Linked DNA regions of Mus musculus: region 2 is linked to region 1. A link is a contact called in public promoter capture Hi-C data. All regions are on one chromosome and are shown on one strand. Each heading gives the region's core, a stretch centred on a gene start, on an enhancer-like site or on the middle of the called end of the contact. The rest is flanking DNA. Distances are from core to core; before and after follow the strand shown.

Region 1 (7,571 bases), core at 2,605-5,104:
GGGGTCAGGGCTGGGGCGGGGGACAAGGGAAGGACCTTGGAAAGGGCTGCTGCCAAACCTGGGAGCAGTCATGGGAGCCCCTCTCAGCTATGGGGCTGGCACAGAGCCCTAGGGCGAGCTTTTAATAAACTGTTGGTTATTCTAACAGACCACAGGATGTCTCCCTTTTTGTCTAAGGTATGTGTGGAGAATTTATCAGTGGCAAGTGATAGTATTACTTGTGCTTAGTTGGGTGACGTGATTGAAGTTGTAGTGATTTTAGTGGGTGCACATATGACTAGAAGGTCATCAGCTTAAGTCCTTATTCTGCTTTGCTTTGGGATCCCATTTGTCTATCTTACTACACCTGGGCTCTGATTGGCCAGACGGGTCTACTAAAACTCCCTGTATGAGGCTAAGAGACCCTGGCGGCATGGGAATGAAGATGAACTGAGCCTGAGAGTGTGTGTGTTGTTGGGGTTGAGACCCAGGGCTTTATTCATGCTAGGCATACATTCTTGGAGTCAACTTTACATTGCTAAGGCCAGATTGGCCACACTGGAGGAGGGAGAGCCATACCCTCTCTGATACCATCTGGTGACAGACTGGATGACACAGTACAGGGGCTAGGACAACTCTGGAATCGATAAGAGAGAGAATTCGACTACTAAATTCTTGACCCCAAAGGACAGACAGGGCATGACGGTTTGGGACCAATTTGGATGAAGTAATTACAAACATTTTTTATTGAGTCTTTAAAAACAAACAACAGTCCACTCAAATGCCTGGAGAGGATGCTTGCACATGAACCCCAAGGCCATCTTAGAGAACATGAAATTGAGTAGTGTGCCAATAACTTGGATCCTGCCACTGTAGTCTGTCTTTGGAAGTTGCTTCCACTGACCAGGCTCTTGTATAACAGGGTAAGGTCCACCATGGACACGGGAGTTCAGCTGCTGTCACCGTCACTGCTGATGATATCACGCATATGGGACCAGTCTGGAGGTGCTTGGCGCGGCTGCTCCTCTTCTGAGTCCAGGGTTCGGCGATAAGTCTCTCCTGGGGAGGTCCCTTCCCCTGAAGGGTTCCAGGCATTTCGTCTTCGTGGCCGGCCTGGGAGGTGGGGAGAGAAAAATCAGTTCCCGGACCCCAGGCTCTTCCTTCCCTGAAGCAGAAATTGTTTACCTGTACTGCTGATGATGTTGGCAACATCCAGGGCAGCCACTTCAGCTGCCTCTTCCCGCTGCAGCTTCAGAGCGCGACACTTCTCCAAGGAAGGGTTCCCTGGAGCAGAAGCAGCTTGTGAGGCCTCCTCCCCAGTGCTCAGGCCCTCCTGTAGATCTCAGGCACACCCCTCTCACCCTTCATGCCCAGTGCTTCCAGCTCAGCCCTGAGGACACTCAGGCGCGCCTTGTGGGAGCTGCAGGAGCCCAGCAGCTTCTTGTAGTTTCGGTGGGCACCACAGGCTCGAATGTAACGCTTTAGTCTAGCCACAGCTGGGTGGTCCTCTCCACAGCGAGAGGCAGCCTAATAAGGAGTTTGCAGCTGAAGTCCCTTTTCCTGAGTGGATCCCACCCACCTGGTGTGTCCTCTCACCTTCCGACCTGTGGGTTCTGGACCTGAATCTGATGAAGATGAGGAACTTCGGGCCTTGCCCTTCTGACCTGTGGGTTCTGGACTCGAATCTGATGAAGATGAACAACTTCGGGCCTGGCCGTTCTTGGAGCTCTTGTTGGAAGAGCGGCTCTTCCTCTCCTCTTTGGTGTTTTGTCCTGCCTGGGAGTCACTCACTTCCCTCTCTGTGTCACTGTCACCATTACTGCTGCCTAGGCTGCCTGACTTTGTAGTGCCTTGAGCAGCTGCTTGCTCCTGTGTGCTGTTACTGTCATCCCTGCTGCTTGTGTTCTGCCTCCTCCCACTCTCGGTCTGGGTCCTGACCTTGCTCTTTCTCTTCACCGAGTGCTCTTCTCCCTCCTCACTGCTGTCCCCACTACCCACTGTGCCCTCTTCCTTCTCTGCCTCCCCCTTCTCACTGCTGTCCCCACTGCCCACTGTGCCTCCTTCCTTCTCTGCCTCCCCCTCCTCACTGCTGTCCCCACTGCCCACTGTGCCCCCTTCCTTCTCTGCCTCGCTGTCTCGCAAGCCTCCAGTTGGCCTCCCAGGCCTGCTTTTCTGCTTATAGCTCTTTCTCTCCCTGGCTGTTCTCTCTGCTCTGTTACTTCTGGATCTGGGCTCACTAAGCTCTTTCTTCTTAGCTGGGCTCTCCTCTCCGCTCTCTTCACTCTCCTCCTGGCAGTTAGCACCTGTGCTTCCCTCCACCTTTGCTCTCTGCAGCACAGCCTCCTCCTCACTGCTCCCACTCTCTTCCCTAACCTGCTTCCTGTCTGCCTTGAGTGGTACTTGCTTGTCTTTGGCCCCAGCTTGCTTTCTAACCTGGCCCTTCTGTTCTTGTTTCATGTCCTCCTCTTCCTCGGTGACCTTACCTGATCTAACAGAGCCCTCTGCTTCCCCCTCACTGCTCTCCTCCAATCCCATCTTTGCATCCAGGTCTGTTTGGTGGTCTTCATCTGTGCTCTCAACTGCTTTCTTTAAGGCTCTTCTTAGACATGTCTTCTTGGTTGTCCTGTTCTTTGTTGAGGGTCCTGAGCCATCTGGACTGGATGGTGAAGAGCTGGATTCTGAAACATGGGGATGGGACTGGATGGATTCCTCCCTCTCCTTCCATCTAGAATAGGATGCTTCTAGATCTACTCTGGTTAAGAGTGAAGGGCAGCAAGAAGCACCACAGCTGTGGCCCCAGCTGGTTCCTGACTCACTGTCCCCCAAGCCCCAGCCTTGCAATTAATACATGCGCCTCGCCTTTTGAAGAAACCAATGATGCTGGAGTCACAGACAGATAAACAGGGAAGAAGGCACTAACCTGACTCTGAATTAAAGCGGAACCTTTTCTTCTTTGGGTCACTGCAGGGAGCAGGAGACCTCTTCACTTTGATAAAGTCTGGCTTTCCTTCCCTGGTACCAGCATCCGCCTGTGGGTGCAGCATGAGGGCAAACCGAACCAAGATGCCCTGCCCCAACCCCTCAGCAACAAACCCTGTCTCTGCTGGCCCAGGGTTAGACCCACACCTGCATTTTCGGCAGCTCCTCCTCCACCAGCCGCTTCAACGCCTGCTTCTCTTCAGGTTCAAGATGATCCCGACCCACGTGAATCAAAAATTTCTGTCGCACGATGGCGTGCGTAACCGAGCTACAGAGACACGTGTCATGACAGAGTTCCAGCCTAACCCCTCCCCTTCACAACCCAGACTCTAATACCCAGACTCTATGCACCTGAGGTCCGGGCAAGCTCGAAAGAAGCTGCGAGTGAATTTTCGCATCTCATCTCCCGGCGCCATTTTGCGTCACCAGGGATTGGTTGCTCCCGCCTTTTTTTCTTCAAGGCTGGTTTCCCGAGCGACAGTAGTTTGCGCACGCGCAGTGCGGCGGCTTCGTGAGGAATGGGACCGTTGAGCCTCCGATGTGGAGCACTGAGACGGAAAACTTTGGCCGACCTTGCTTTTTCCTGAGCAGCTGGTGGGTCTTGAGCGAGGTTTCGACTCTTTGCTAAAACTACGTGTTAAAATTTTCGCTAGAAGCCGGTTCGGCGCCGGCAGTCTTTATAACGTAATCAGTTCAATCAATCCCTGTGGTCGGGATTAACAAATTAGGTCGCTTGTTTCGAAAGGCAGAAGGGAGACGGTATTCTCGCTAACATACTGAATTTCTGGTTATATTCTTTTGGTTCCAAATCTTTATAAACAGTTTACAATCAATAATTGTGCCCCCCCAGTGTCCAGCTCCTCTGTGACCTCAGCTCACCGCGAAGCCACTGGAAGCAGCGTTCCTTTCGGGTCTTCCCCCAGGAGGGCGGGCGGTGTGATTACGCTCCCCGCGCGCGGAGGACGCTGGGAGTTGTAGTCCGTTTCATACGGCGTTGCAAAGTCTCCGGAAGTGGAGGTGTGAGAGGCCGGGCGGACTTGGGTAGCGGGACTCTACTCCGGGGCGTTTCTCCCTGGCGGGTCATGAACGGACCAGCGGACGGCGAAGTGGACTACAAAAAGAAATACAGGAATCTGAAGCGGAAGCTCAAGTTCCTCATTTACGTGAGTGCCAGCGTGGGGCGGTTGTGGAGTGTGAGGCCTAACTCGGAGAGGACCTCAGTTTACCCATGTGGTAAAGGGGGTGAGTAGGGAGAGATGTCTCCGGGTTCTGGGTCTTTTATGGATTGCTCTTGGCTCAGCACCCGCCCTGTCCGCCGCAGGAGCACGAGTGCTTCCAGGAGGAGCTCAGAAAGGCGCAAAGGAAATTGCTGAAGGTTTCCCGAGACAAGAGGTAAGGCATCTTGTGGGCACGAGGGCACTGTTAACTCCCAGGGAATCCGTTCTTACGCCGTCCCGGAACAGGATCCCAAATGCATGCAGTCTTAGGAGGATCCAGTGGGTCTCCTAGGAGGGACTAGGTAGGGCTCAAGACCACCAAAATGGGGATACCCACCCTCCTTCCCACTTGTCTCAGTTTCCTTCTAGATCGACTTCTGCAGTATGAGAACGTGGATGAAGACTCCTCTGGTGAGCAAAGTCATGACCACTTTTAGGAAGATATGAGATACTGGCCCTTGAAACACGTGTTCCTAGGTCCACCCTCCTAGGGTCCGGAAGCTGATGCAGGCCCCTCCAATGGTTCTTAAGCCTAGTTGCTGCCTTCTGTCACCTTCTTCCTGTTTTGTCTTTTTTCACCCCATTGGACAAGGTTTCTCTGTGTAGTCCTTTTGTAGACCAGGCTAGCCTGAGGCTAGCCTCAGAAATCCGCCTGCCTCTGCCTCCAAAGAACACACCACGCCTCTGGATTTTCAAGTATTTCCTTATCCACTGTGTTCTAGGTACTGTGCTTGACACAGGCTGGCAAAATGAAGGAAGCCTCTGGCTGCTTGTCATTTCTATCAGTTGTCTATAATAAGTGAAAAAGTAAACTAGAAAGATAAAAGTAGTAGCCATTCCTGTAGTGCATGCCAGAGGCAGAGGCATAGAGTTTGTTACTGAGGCCCAATCTTTAAGAACAAAGGAGACTAACAACTCCTGAAAGCTGTCCACTAATCTCAAAACACTCGCTATAGCATGTAGGTATCTGCACAAACACACTAATGGTATTGAGAAGAAAAGTGGTTTTCTAGGATTTTTTAGAATTATTTATGTTATGTATATGAGTACACTGTAGCTGTCTTCAGACACACCAGAAGAGGGCATCCAGTCCCATTACAGATGGCCTTGAGCCACCACGTGGTTGCTGGGAATTGAACTCAGGACCTCTGGAAGAGCAAGCAGTCGGGCTCTTAACCACTGTACCATCTCTCCAAACCACAAACTAGAATTTTAAGTGATTGGCTAGAGCTTGACGAGGATTAAAGACGGCAGTAACTGCAGAATAACAGGCTGGGTTTCCTTTGCAAAGAGTCAGGAAAATATTTTACTTTATAAAATACTGTCATTGAAGCAAAAACTGCATGGCTCATGTGAAAGCAGCCACAGCCAGCATATTAGGAAACAAAACAACTCGTGTTTTATTAGAATTTTTATTTGTGAGCATGACATTTTGTATTTTATGTAGTTTCATAATCTTTATAGCGTTTTGCTGTTGTTGTTTGAGGTGTAGTCTTCATTTGTAGCTCTAGTTGGTCTTGAACTCATAGTCTCCTAACCAGGCCTCCCCGGTGCTAGAGTTTCATGCTTGTGCCACATGCCCACCCACCTGCGTGGTTTATTTTTTAACATACTTATTTTATGTGCATGGGTGTTTTGCCTGCCTGCCCTGCACACACAGTCCCTTCTGAGGTCGGGGAGGGCGCTGACGGAGTTACAGACAGTTGTAGGCAGTGAAGCGAGTGCCGGGAACTGAACCCAGGTCCTCTGCAAGAGAAGCCAGTGCTGTGCTCTTAGCTCCTGAGCCCACACCTAGTTTCTTTTGAGATAGCTTGTTGAGGAGCACAGACACTTGTTGCTGAACCTGACTGCCTGAATTCAATCCCCAGGTCTTACACTGTAGGAGACAAGGTTCTCTTCAGCTGTACTCTGACCTCCACGTGAGTGTGCCCATATGCACACAAATAAGTAAACGTAACTCTTTTTTTTTAATTTAAATATAAGTTTCAACCTAGCTAAATGAAACTATGTTTCAAAGAAAAGGGGGTGGGTTGTGAAGCAAAGTTTGGTGGAACAGGCCTTTAATCCCAGCCCGTCTTGAGAGGTACAGGCAGGAGAACCATGAGTTCATACGGCTACACAATGCTGTCTCTAAGTAAAAATGAAAAGCTACAAATGCAAAACCCACCTGGGCATGGTGCCTTGTATCTGTAATCCCAGCATTGGGAAGCTGAGACAGGAGGATATATCGCTCTAAGTTCCAAGCCGGCTTGAGCTACAAAGTAAGACCCTGTCTCAAATAAAACTAAACAAATGAGAGCCAGTTAGGCATGGTGAAACATGTCTCTAATGTTAACACTTCGGCCGGTGAGCTTGAAAGCCAGCCTCGTCTACATATTGAATTCCAAGCCAACCTGGGTTACCCAGAGCCATCTTATCAACAGTATGTTCCAGCTTGTAGAGCACAGAAAAGCAAGTATGATCTGAACTGTGTATGAATGAGAAAACAACTTTAAGCGGTGTGTAGGAATTGAAGCAGCAGTTCACCTGTGAGTGATGTCTAGGTGAGTGGTGTTGATGAGGACGGTCGGTGTGTGCGGCAAGAGCAGAAAGACAGATTGCTGGTTTTCCAACCTAAGTTTTGTTGTTGTTGTTGTTTTGTTTTGTTTTACAATTAACTTTAAATTGTAGGCAAAGAGCTAAAGAGATGTCTTTGCAGTTAAAAGCACCTACTGCTCTTGGGAAGGACCTGGGTTCAGTTCCCAGTACCTACGTGCAGCTCACAAGCATGTCACTGTTCCAGGGGGTTGAATGCCTTCTTCTGACTCTCTCAGACTTGTGCATGAACATTCCACACATACACATACTCACACACAAACACATAACATACACATAACATACACATAAACATGGGGAGAGAATAGCAGGAAGATCTCTCTGAGTTCCAGGCCATCCAGGGATGCACATACCTTGAGAGTGTTTCAGATATAAGTAAAGGATCCAAGATAACATGTATCATCTTGTGTGGTGAGTGCTGAGGGAATGGGGAGTCTCCTAGGAAGAACACTGAGCTAGCAATTAACCGAAGCGCCAGAGGCCCTGGACCATCTCCTTAGGATTTTGGTGGTTTTTGGGTTGGTTTGGTTTGGTTTTTCGAGACAGGGTTTCTCTGTGTAGCCTTGGCTGTCCTGGAACTCACTCTGTAGACCAGGCTGGCCTCGAACTCAGAAATCCGCCTCCCTCTGCCTCCCAAGTGCTAGGATTAAAGGCGTGCGCCACCACGCCTGGCGGCTTTAGTGGTTTTGAGGGGTCTCTAGATAAGGAAAATGGAGCAAAACCTGAGGGTTACTTAGAGGCACATGAAAGAGTGGCCTGTGATGGTCAGAGGATCTGAGACCTGAGTTCGGATTCTGTACA
Region 2 (7,571 bases), core at 2,627-5,126, 330 kb before region 1:
ACTTCTTATAGCTCTTCCCACCGCCTCTAGGAAGCCATTCAGTTGGATGGAGAAATCTTTTTTGCACTCCTGCGCCGGGTCTCTCCGCTGGCACATCGTCACCTTCGGCGGCAGCGCATTGACCCTGTGCTCTACATGACAGAGTGGTTCATGTGCATCTTTGCCCGCACCCTCCCCTGGGCTTCAGTGCTGCGTGTCTGGGACATGTTTTTCTGTGAAGGTATTTCAGTGGCTGGCCAGGCTGAGGGGGGAGGCTAGGATTTGTTACTTACTGGTATCCCATAGACAAGTATTGTTGGGCCTAGGCTTCATAATAAACTCTGCAGTTTGGAAAAACAGGGCCTATCTTGGTTTGGCCACCAGCCTAGAGTCTGCTTGCCCTCCAAGAAATCTTCAGCTGTAAGGCTGGCAGGCATCAGCAGCAGCAGGGCTGTTTGCCTCCATAAGACAGCGGAGGTCCTGGACCTGATTTCTCTTTGCATTCTTCTCTGACCCTGTAGGCGTTAAGATCATCTTCCGAGTGGCTCTGGTTTTACTGCGGCACACACTGGGTTCTGTGGAAAAGCTGCGCTCATGTCAAGGCATGTATGAAACCATGGAGCAGCTTCGAAACCTACCACAACAGTGTATGCAGGAGGACTTCCTGGTGCATGAGGTAGGCCATGAGCCTCAGCACACCCTGACCTGCTTCAGCCCATTCCCACACAGGTCTACACTCTGGCTTCCATGTCTCTGTCTAGGTAACCAACCTCCCAGTGACAGAAGCATGGATTGAGCGGGAGAATGCAGCCCAACTGAAGAAGTGGCGAGAAACTAGAGGAGAGCTGCAGTATCGGCCCTCACGGCGACTACACGGCTCCCGAGCCATCCATGAGGAACGCAGGCGGCAGCAGCCACCCCTGGGCCCTTCCTCTAGCCTCCTCAGCCTCCCTAGTCTCAAGAGCAGAGGCTCCCGGGCAGTTGGAGGGGCTCCTTCCCCACCACCTCCTGTCCGCAGGGCTAGTGCTGGGCCCGTCCCTGGGGCTGTCGTCATTGCTGAGGGACTGCATCCATCCCTTCCTTCACCTACTGGTAACAGCACCCCACTAGGCACCAGCAAGGAGATCAGGCGGCAGGAGAAAGAGCGGCAGAAACAGGAGAAAGATCGAGAGAAGGAGCGGCAGAGACAAGAGAAGGAGCGGGAAAGGCAGGAGAAGGAGCGGCAGAAGTGGGAAAAGGAGCAAGAGAAGGAACAGCAGAAGCAGGAGAAGGAGCGGCAGAAGCTGGAGAAGAAAGGCCAAGGCCGGAAACTGTCCTTGCGTCGAAGGGCAGATGGGCCCCCGGCATCCCATGATGGTGGGGACAGGTCAGCAGCTGAGGCCCGGCAGGATGCTTACTTTTGACCTCTGGTTGGATCTGGATGGCATGGCCCTCCTCCTTCCCCTCATCGAGAGCAGCCCTGGCAGGCTCTCCCAGCTCCCCTTGGCAGGCTCTTCCTTTTTCTGAGGAAAGTGGCTTGATTCCCCTGACTCCTTGCCAGCTGCTGATCCGTACATGGCCAGGACAGCCACAGTGCAAGGGACAGCTGCATTACCTAGGGTAACAGTGACCAAGTCTGGAGACCCTTTTGTCCAGTTAGGCTCAGCTTGGGTCTCTGTCACACCTATGAAATCCTTCTGGGGTGCTGTCTTACACTCCGGTGGCTTCCCTTAGATGGTGGAGCTAGGTTCCTTTTCCTGTCTTGGGGCCCTGCCTGTCACCCCACTGCCTACTGGGGGCCAAGGCTGTTTTCTCTCCTGGATATCCTTGTGTTGTAATTATGTACAGAAGGTCAGGTTGGCCTGGGGTGGGTGCTGTCCTTTCCCCTCTCCACAGCGCTGCTTCACTCCAGTTTATTTAAGAGGATATGCTAGGAAGTGTCCTCCGTCTCCTTCCCACCCGTGCCCTGCTCTCTCCTAACTCACTTGCTTTGTATGCTCAGGCCTCTCTGCTGCAGTCACAAAGTCTGTCTTCGATTTTGTTCCTTTCTAGCCATCAAGCCCCTCTCTGAATAAGGGTCTTCCCTTGAGTCCAGGGGTGGAACCCAATGTTTACATTCTCTTCTGTCTTGGTCCCACCTCAGTGGCAGTTTTGTGGCGCTTTGAGGAACCGGAAAATGAACCTGCTGTTATATCTGTCTCCCGCCTTGTTATTTGAAGAGTGCTGTAGAGTAAGGGGAGTGGGGGAGGCAGGCACAAAGTCTGACTTTCCATAGGTTCAGTCTGCAGGTCTTGGCAGGAACATCTGGACCACTGGTTCTCAATCTTCCTAATGCTGTGACCCTTTAATACAGTTCTTTATATTGTGGTGACTCCAACCATAAAATTATTTTCATTATTACTTAATAACAGTATACTACTGCTATGAATCATAATGTACGTCTCTGTTTTCTGATAGTCTTAGGCAACCTCTGTGAATAGTATTCGACCCCCAAAAGGAGTCACAGTAAACGCTCACTTCATCTCTCATCAACAAACATAGTGGTCCAGCTCCTTCCTCCTCAGCTTTGCCTGGATTCTGCTGCTCCCACTCTCACTGGCCTCCTGGGATCCTCTGCACAGCTTGCAGGACTGGGATCGCCTTTCCAATGGCTTCAGCCCCCTGGAAGCTGAAGGAGGGGCCTGAGAGTGTGTGCAAAACCACCATCTTTAGATTGGGCTGGGTTCTTGGTCAGCAGCTTGGTGCAGTTCCCTGGGCGTCTAGGGTAGACTAACTGCCTGGGGTTCATCCCAGCAGGTACACACAACCAAACTGCGCAGCTCTTGTTTTCTGTGGCTAGATCTTTGCCACACACCCTCTACTCCGGGTCAGGATGATAAAGGTGTGGGCTTCTGTGGCCGTAAAGCTCCACTTGGCACTTCTCAGCAGAAAGGGGATCAGGGTGTGTGGTCTCCAGGTAGAGAAAACCCCCTCCGGATGAACCAGCAGTGCTGAGAGCTGCTTTCTTCAGGGTCCTGTCTGTAGCAAGATGCCCTCCTGGTCTAGAACTTGTGTTCTGTACCCACAGAAGTGAAGTTTCATGATTCACAATGGGAGAAAACCCTGGAGGAGAAAGGCGTGGTCCATCTGGCTGCCCTCTTCCAACTCTAGTAGGATCACCGGAGCTATTTAGCCGAGGGTGGGGACGGGGGTGGAGGCGTTGAGGTTTGAGTTGTTCCCCAGAGCTCCAGATCTAAACCTCACTATTGGGGAAGATCTCACCTGGCCCCAGCTTTGCAGGAGCTGGATCCCAGCCCTTTGGCAGTTTGCTAAGGGATGAGGTAGGCTTCGTGTAACTGATGGGCTTCTGCCTGGTTACAGGCCACGGACGGAAGCCAGTGGCACCTCCTGTGATGGTTGTCCCGCTACAGAAACTAGGAATTAAGTGGGAGAATAGACATGGTGCAAATGACTCCTGGGTTCTAAAAGGGCTTGGTTTGGAAGGTGCCCGAGCGCTTATAATCAGAAGCAGGACTCAGAGAGAAGAGCAAGACTTTCTTTAAAAATAGACGGTCTCATGTTGTATCCCAGACTGTCGTCAATCTCGCGACAATCAATCCTGTTTCAATTTCCCGAGTGTTGGGACTGCGTTAAGATCGGAAGCCCGGGTGTCTACTGAAGGCCACTAGGCGTACAGAACCCTATCCATACATGCAAACGGAAGCCCGAAGCCTCTGTTCGGCCTGTGCCTCTCCATCCAGGCCTTGGGAACCTCTTAGCACACCACGTCCTTATCCTCACTGTAGCCTCCATCGTAGAGGAATAATAAAACATTTCCCGCCATCCTCAAGTCCCGTGAGGCAAGGACGTAGTTCACGCGAGTCTTTGCAGGTCTTGCGTCACTTCCTGCCGCGAGTCGGCCTTGGCTAATGGTATGCATCCGCCCTTTTTGAATAGAAGTGAAGCCACTTCCGGGTCCTATGCCGGTCTCCACGGTTTTTTTCCGGGTGATGAAGGCGGGTGCCCCGGATGTAATACCGGCGAAAGCATCTTTCCTTTTCTTCCCCGCCTGACCCTGGGTTCCTAGGTGAGCACCGGCGGGTAAGATTGTTTGAATCCCCGCGGGTTTGCTTCGCCTTTAGTTTGTACGCCAAGGACATGGCCGAGCAGGTCGCTACGTGGTATTCGGGGATCTAGGCAGCTCCAGCTCTTGGGTCCGACCGGCCTCTGTGAGCACTCGGGTGGGAGAGGTGGTTGAGTTCGGTAGCTCCGGACTGGTAGGGGAGTGGTGACGTAGGGGAACCTGACTCCCCATCCCCGGGTGGGAATACCCGCAGGGTCCACGCGGGGGCGGAGATCCTTCCCATCGCCTCTCCTCCGGGCCTCAGAATTGCCCAACCAACCCCGGACGTCGTGCCTGCTAGTTCTCTCAGATGCTTTAGCGATCTGTCCTCGCTCACATTTACCAGGAAAAATGTTGGTGGCCCCTGCACTCCCCCGCGGTCCTCTCTCCTTACCTCACTTCCTCACTACATATCTTTTTCCGAGGTCCAGCTGGAGGAAATCCACAGCCAATCATGCCAAAGAGGAAAGTGACTTTTCAGGGTGTTGGAGATGAGGATGGTGAAGATGAAATCAGTGTGCCCAAAAAGAAGGTGAGATGGCCAGATTTCGAATTTCCGTGGAGGACTGAGAGGAAAGAAGAAGGAGAAATCTGATGGGAGGAAAGCCGGGAAGCCAAGGAAGTGTTAGTTTTCCCCGGCGCACTGGGTTTGGAAAGATTTGTGTACAGATCCTGGAGTATCTGGGGAACTACCCAGTTGGCTGCATTTCTCATTTGCTTCGGCCTCCTCACAGCTGGTGGACCCTGTGGCTGCAGCAGGTGGTCCTGGGAGCCGCTTCAAAGGCAAGCACTCTTTAGACAGTGATGAAGAGGATGATGATGAGGAAGGGTCCAGCAAATATGATATCCTGGCCTCAGAGGATGTAGAAGGTGAGCTATGTCCGAAGCGTTAACTGAGTTGGGGGGACAAGCCTTCAGGATGGAGGTGGGAGGTGTGCCTGCTTCCCTTTTGCGTGTCTAGCATGCCCCACCCCCAATGTCTTCGGTGCAGGTCAGGAAGCAGCTACTCTCCCTAGTGAGGGCGGTGTGAGGATCACACCCTTCAACCTGCAGGAAGAGATGGAGGAAGGCCACTTTGATGCTGATGGCAACTACTTCCTGAACCAGGATGCGCAGATCCGAGACAGCTGGCTGGACAACATTGACTGGGTGTGGCCCAGGGACTATTCTGGCTGAGGCCTGGGAGTGCAGGTGCAGGGCCTGGGCCCTGGTGGAAGTTTGTAAGAAATTCTAATTATCTTTTCCTTGTAGGTGAGGATCAAGGAACGGCCCCCTGATAAGCACCAGGTTTCAGACTCGGAGGAGGAAGACAGCCTGGGTCAGACTCCAATGAGCGCCCAAGCACTCCTGGAGGGACTTTTGGAGTTGTTGTTGCCAAGAGAGACAGTGGCTGGGGCCCTTAGGCGGCTGGGGGCCCGAGGAGGAGGCAAAGGGAGCAACAGCAAGGGGACTGGACGGCCCAATTCCCCCCAGCGGCTAGACCGGCTGTCTGGGTTAGCTGACCAAATGGTGGCACGAGGCAACCTTGGTGTGTACCAGGAAACAAGGGAACGGTTGGCTATGCGACTGAAGGGTTTGGGGTGTCGGGCCCAGGGATCCCATGACCCCACACCTCCACCCTCCCTGGACATGTTTGCTGAGGAAGTAGCAGAGGGTGAACTGGAAACCCCAACCCCTACCCAAAGAGAGGGTAAGTTTGGAGGGCACGGGTGGGGGGCAGTGTGGGCTGGAGACTGAGTGCTTGAGGCCCAAGTATCGTTCATTGTGTTAGAGGCAGAGTCAGCAGGAGATGGCCTGATGGATGTGATGTGGGAGTATAAATGGGAGAACACGGGGGACGCCGAGCTGTATGGACCCTTCACCAGTGCCCAGATGCAGGTGAGCTGCCCCCTGCCGCGTCTGTCCCATCTGTCCAGCCCACCTTCTGTCAGCTTGCCTGAGTTCTGTCCTCTGTTCTTACAGACGTGGGTGAGTGAAGGTTACTTCCCGGATGGTGTTTATTGTCGGAAGCTGGACCCTCCGGGCGGCCAGTTCTACAACTCCAAGCGCATTGATTTTGAGCTGTACACGTGAGCCCGCTAAGGGCCCCATGCGGCACGGCAGCCCCTTCTTTCTTGAACTTGGCAGAGGAAGCCCCAGCTGCTCTGGGCAGTGAGGATATTGGAGGCCACTTTAAAGCCATTGTTTCCCAATAAAAGCCTTGACTGTGCGATGGCCAAGAGCCAGGGCTTCTCCATAGCTCCTTTTGGCTTCACCTGGTAGGTCCCTGAGCGTTTCTTCCCGAGAGACTTCCTCACTTGCTTCTCTCTGGTGTCTTGGACCACCTCAGTTTTTTTTCCCACCCTTGGAGGCAGAGGTAGGGCCCATCAGATGTCCTGTGACTTTCCTACGTAGACAACTTCTACTTGCTGTGTAAAATTCCCTCCATCACTCTTTTCTCCAGTCTCCCTTGCAAGTCCCTGTTCTGCTGATCTTTGACTTTTAGGACCTCAAATGCTCTGTCCTGGCAGCTCCCTTGTAGCTGGGACATTGGGAAGACCTTGAAATCCTATTGAGAGATTCTCTTAAACATGCATTCTCTTCTTCCATAGTCTGATTTTTCTACCCCTCGCCCCCCTGCAGTAGCTTCTGTAGCTTTTAGGTGAAGTATAAACTTGGTAGCACTTCAAGGTTGCTTGAGCCACCATGTGACACAGAGGGGGGCAAAGTGCAGTGGCTTATTGGAGATGCCACAGTAATAGAGAGCTGGCCATGGAGCTAAGTCTCCTGACCTTTTTTGGCATAAAGCTTTTTCTTGCTTGGCCTTTCAGGCATTGTAGTGTACGTTTCCTGGGCTCCCACATCTCGGGCATGGGGCTGGTGCCTCGAGGAAACAGTCGGTCTGGCCCTTCCAGGAATCTGGAGTGCAGTAGAGGGCTGTGGGAGGCAGGCAGGGCCTAAGTTTTCACCCCACCATGCTGCTCTGCTCGCCTCATCTGTCTCCAGGAGGCGCCCCAGGAGCTACAAACTGAGAACTTGGGAAGTAGTTCCTAGGCTCAGCTCGGGCTTGGTGGTGGGTATTTGATGCAGAGACCTCCAACACATCTAACAACTAGACTGGTTCCTGCCAGTCTAGACTGCAGTTGCCTTGACTTCAAGAAGCCCATTAGTAGTAGTAGGACATCTGATGCAGTGAGTCACTGAGACAGCAGAAACCCTCCAGGCATTGGTAAGGTGTTAACTGTTACAGAGGAACTGGCTTTCTGAGGTACCTGGCATCTTGGGACGAGTGAAATCTAGTCAGGTGGCCTGAGTGTTCACAGGTGTTGGGGGATAGATACCCAGGTGTCACTCAGTTCCCTCACGCTTGGCGAGTTCTCCCCTTCTCTGATAACACCAAGGAGGGGGCAGAATAGTGATCCCTGAAGATACCCACATCCTGAGCTGTGTGAATACCACTTTATGAGTTATGTGGCAGAGGGAAAGGGTAAAGTGACATTGAGGTTTTGTTTTGTTTTAATTTTTTGAAATG

The links. Capture Hi-C pulls out chosen DNA fragments and counts their contacts.
Region 2: a contact with region 1 is called in a promoter capture Hi-C map of adipose tissue, with 2.9 times the contacts expected there. The contact joins the promoter of Cd2bp2 here to the promoter of Hirip3 in region 1. A contact is called at or near these places in 9 of 39 promoter capture datasets (the C10 cell line, cranial neural crest, embryonic stem cells and 5 more), 12 of 484 Hi-C or Micro-C datasets (Sertoli cells, bone marrow-derived macrophages, double positive thymocytes and 6 more), 27 of 115 datasets of contacts at active chromatin or transcription factors (the 230-238 cell line, DN3 thymocytes, the NIH/3T3 cell line and 18 more) and 5 of 9 other capture datasets (adipose tissue, embryonic stem cells, liver and 2 more).

Annotation. Positions count from the first base shown.
Region 1 is chr7:126,858,255-126,865,825 of GRCm38.p6, reverse strand. Hirip3 (HIRA interacting protein 3) reads right to left here and starts at 3,854. Exons shown (of 7, transcript NM_172746.3): 1 at 3,310-3,854; 2 at 3,106-3,226; 3 at 2,900-3,008; 4 at 1,576-2,657; 5 at 1,341-1,506; 6 at 1,165-1,263; 7 at 704-1,092. The coding sequence starts at 3,374. The coding sequence ends at 929. It overlaps Ino80e (INO80 complex subunit E), which reads left to right and starts at 3,454. Exons shown (of 8, transcript NM_001370765.1): 1 at 3,454-3,552; 2 at 3,809-4,121; 3 at 4,280-4,350; 4 at 4,534-4,586. The coding sequence starts at 3,497. It also overlaps a transcript of Taok2 not described here.
Region 2 is chr7:127,192,382-127,199,952 of GRCm38.p6, reverse strand. Cd2bp2 (CD2 cytoplasmic tail binding protein 2) reads left to right here and starts at 3,876. Exons shown (of 7, transcript NM_027353.4): 1 at 3,876-4,024; 2 at 4,492-4,592; 3 at 4,795-4,930; 4 at 5,052-5,209; 5 at 5,312-5,750; 6 at 5,832-5,938; 7 at 6,023-7,571. The coding sequence starts at 4,515. The coding sequence ends at 6,133. It overlaps Tbc1d10b (TBC1 domain family, member 10b), which reads left to right. Exons shown (of 9, transcript NM_144522.5): 7 at 31-220; 8 at 501-655; 9 at 741-2,494. The coding sequence ends at 1,382.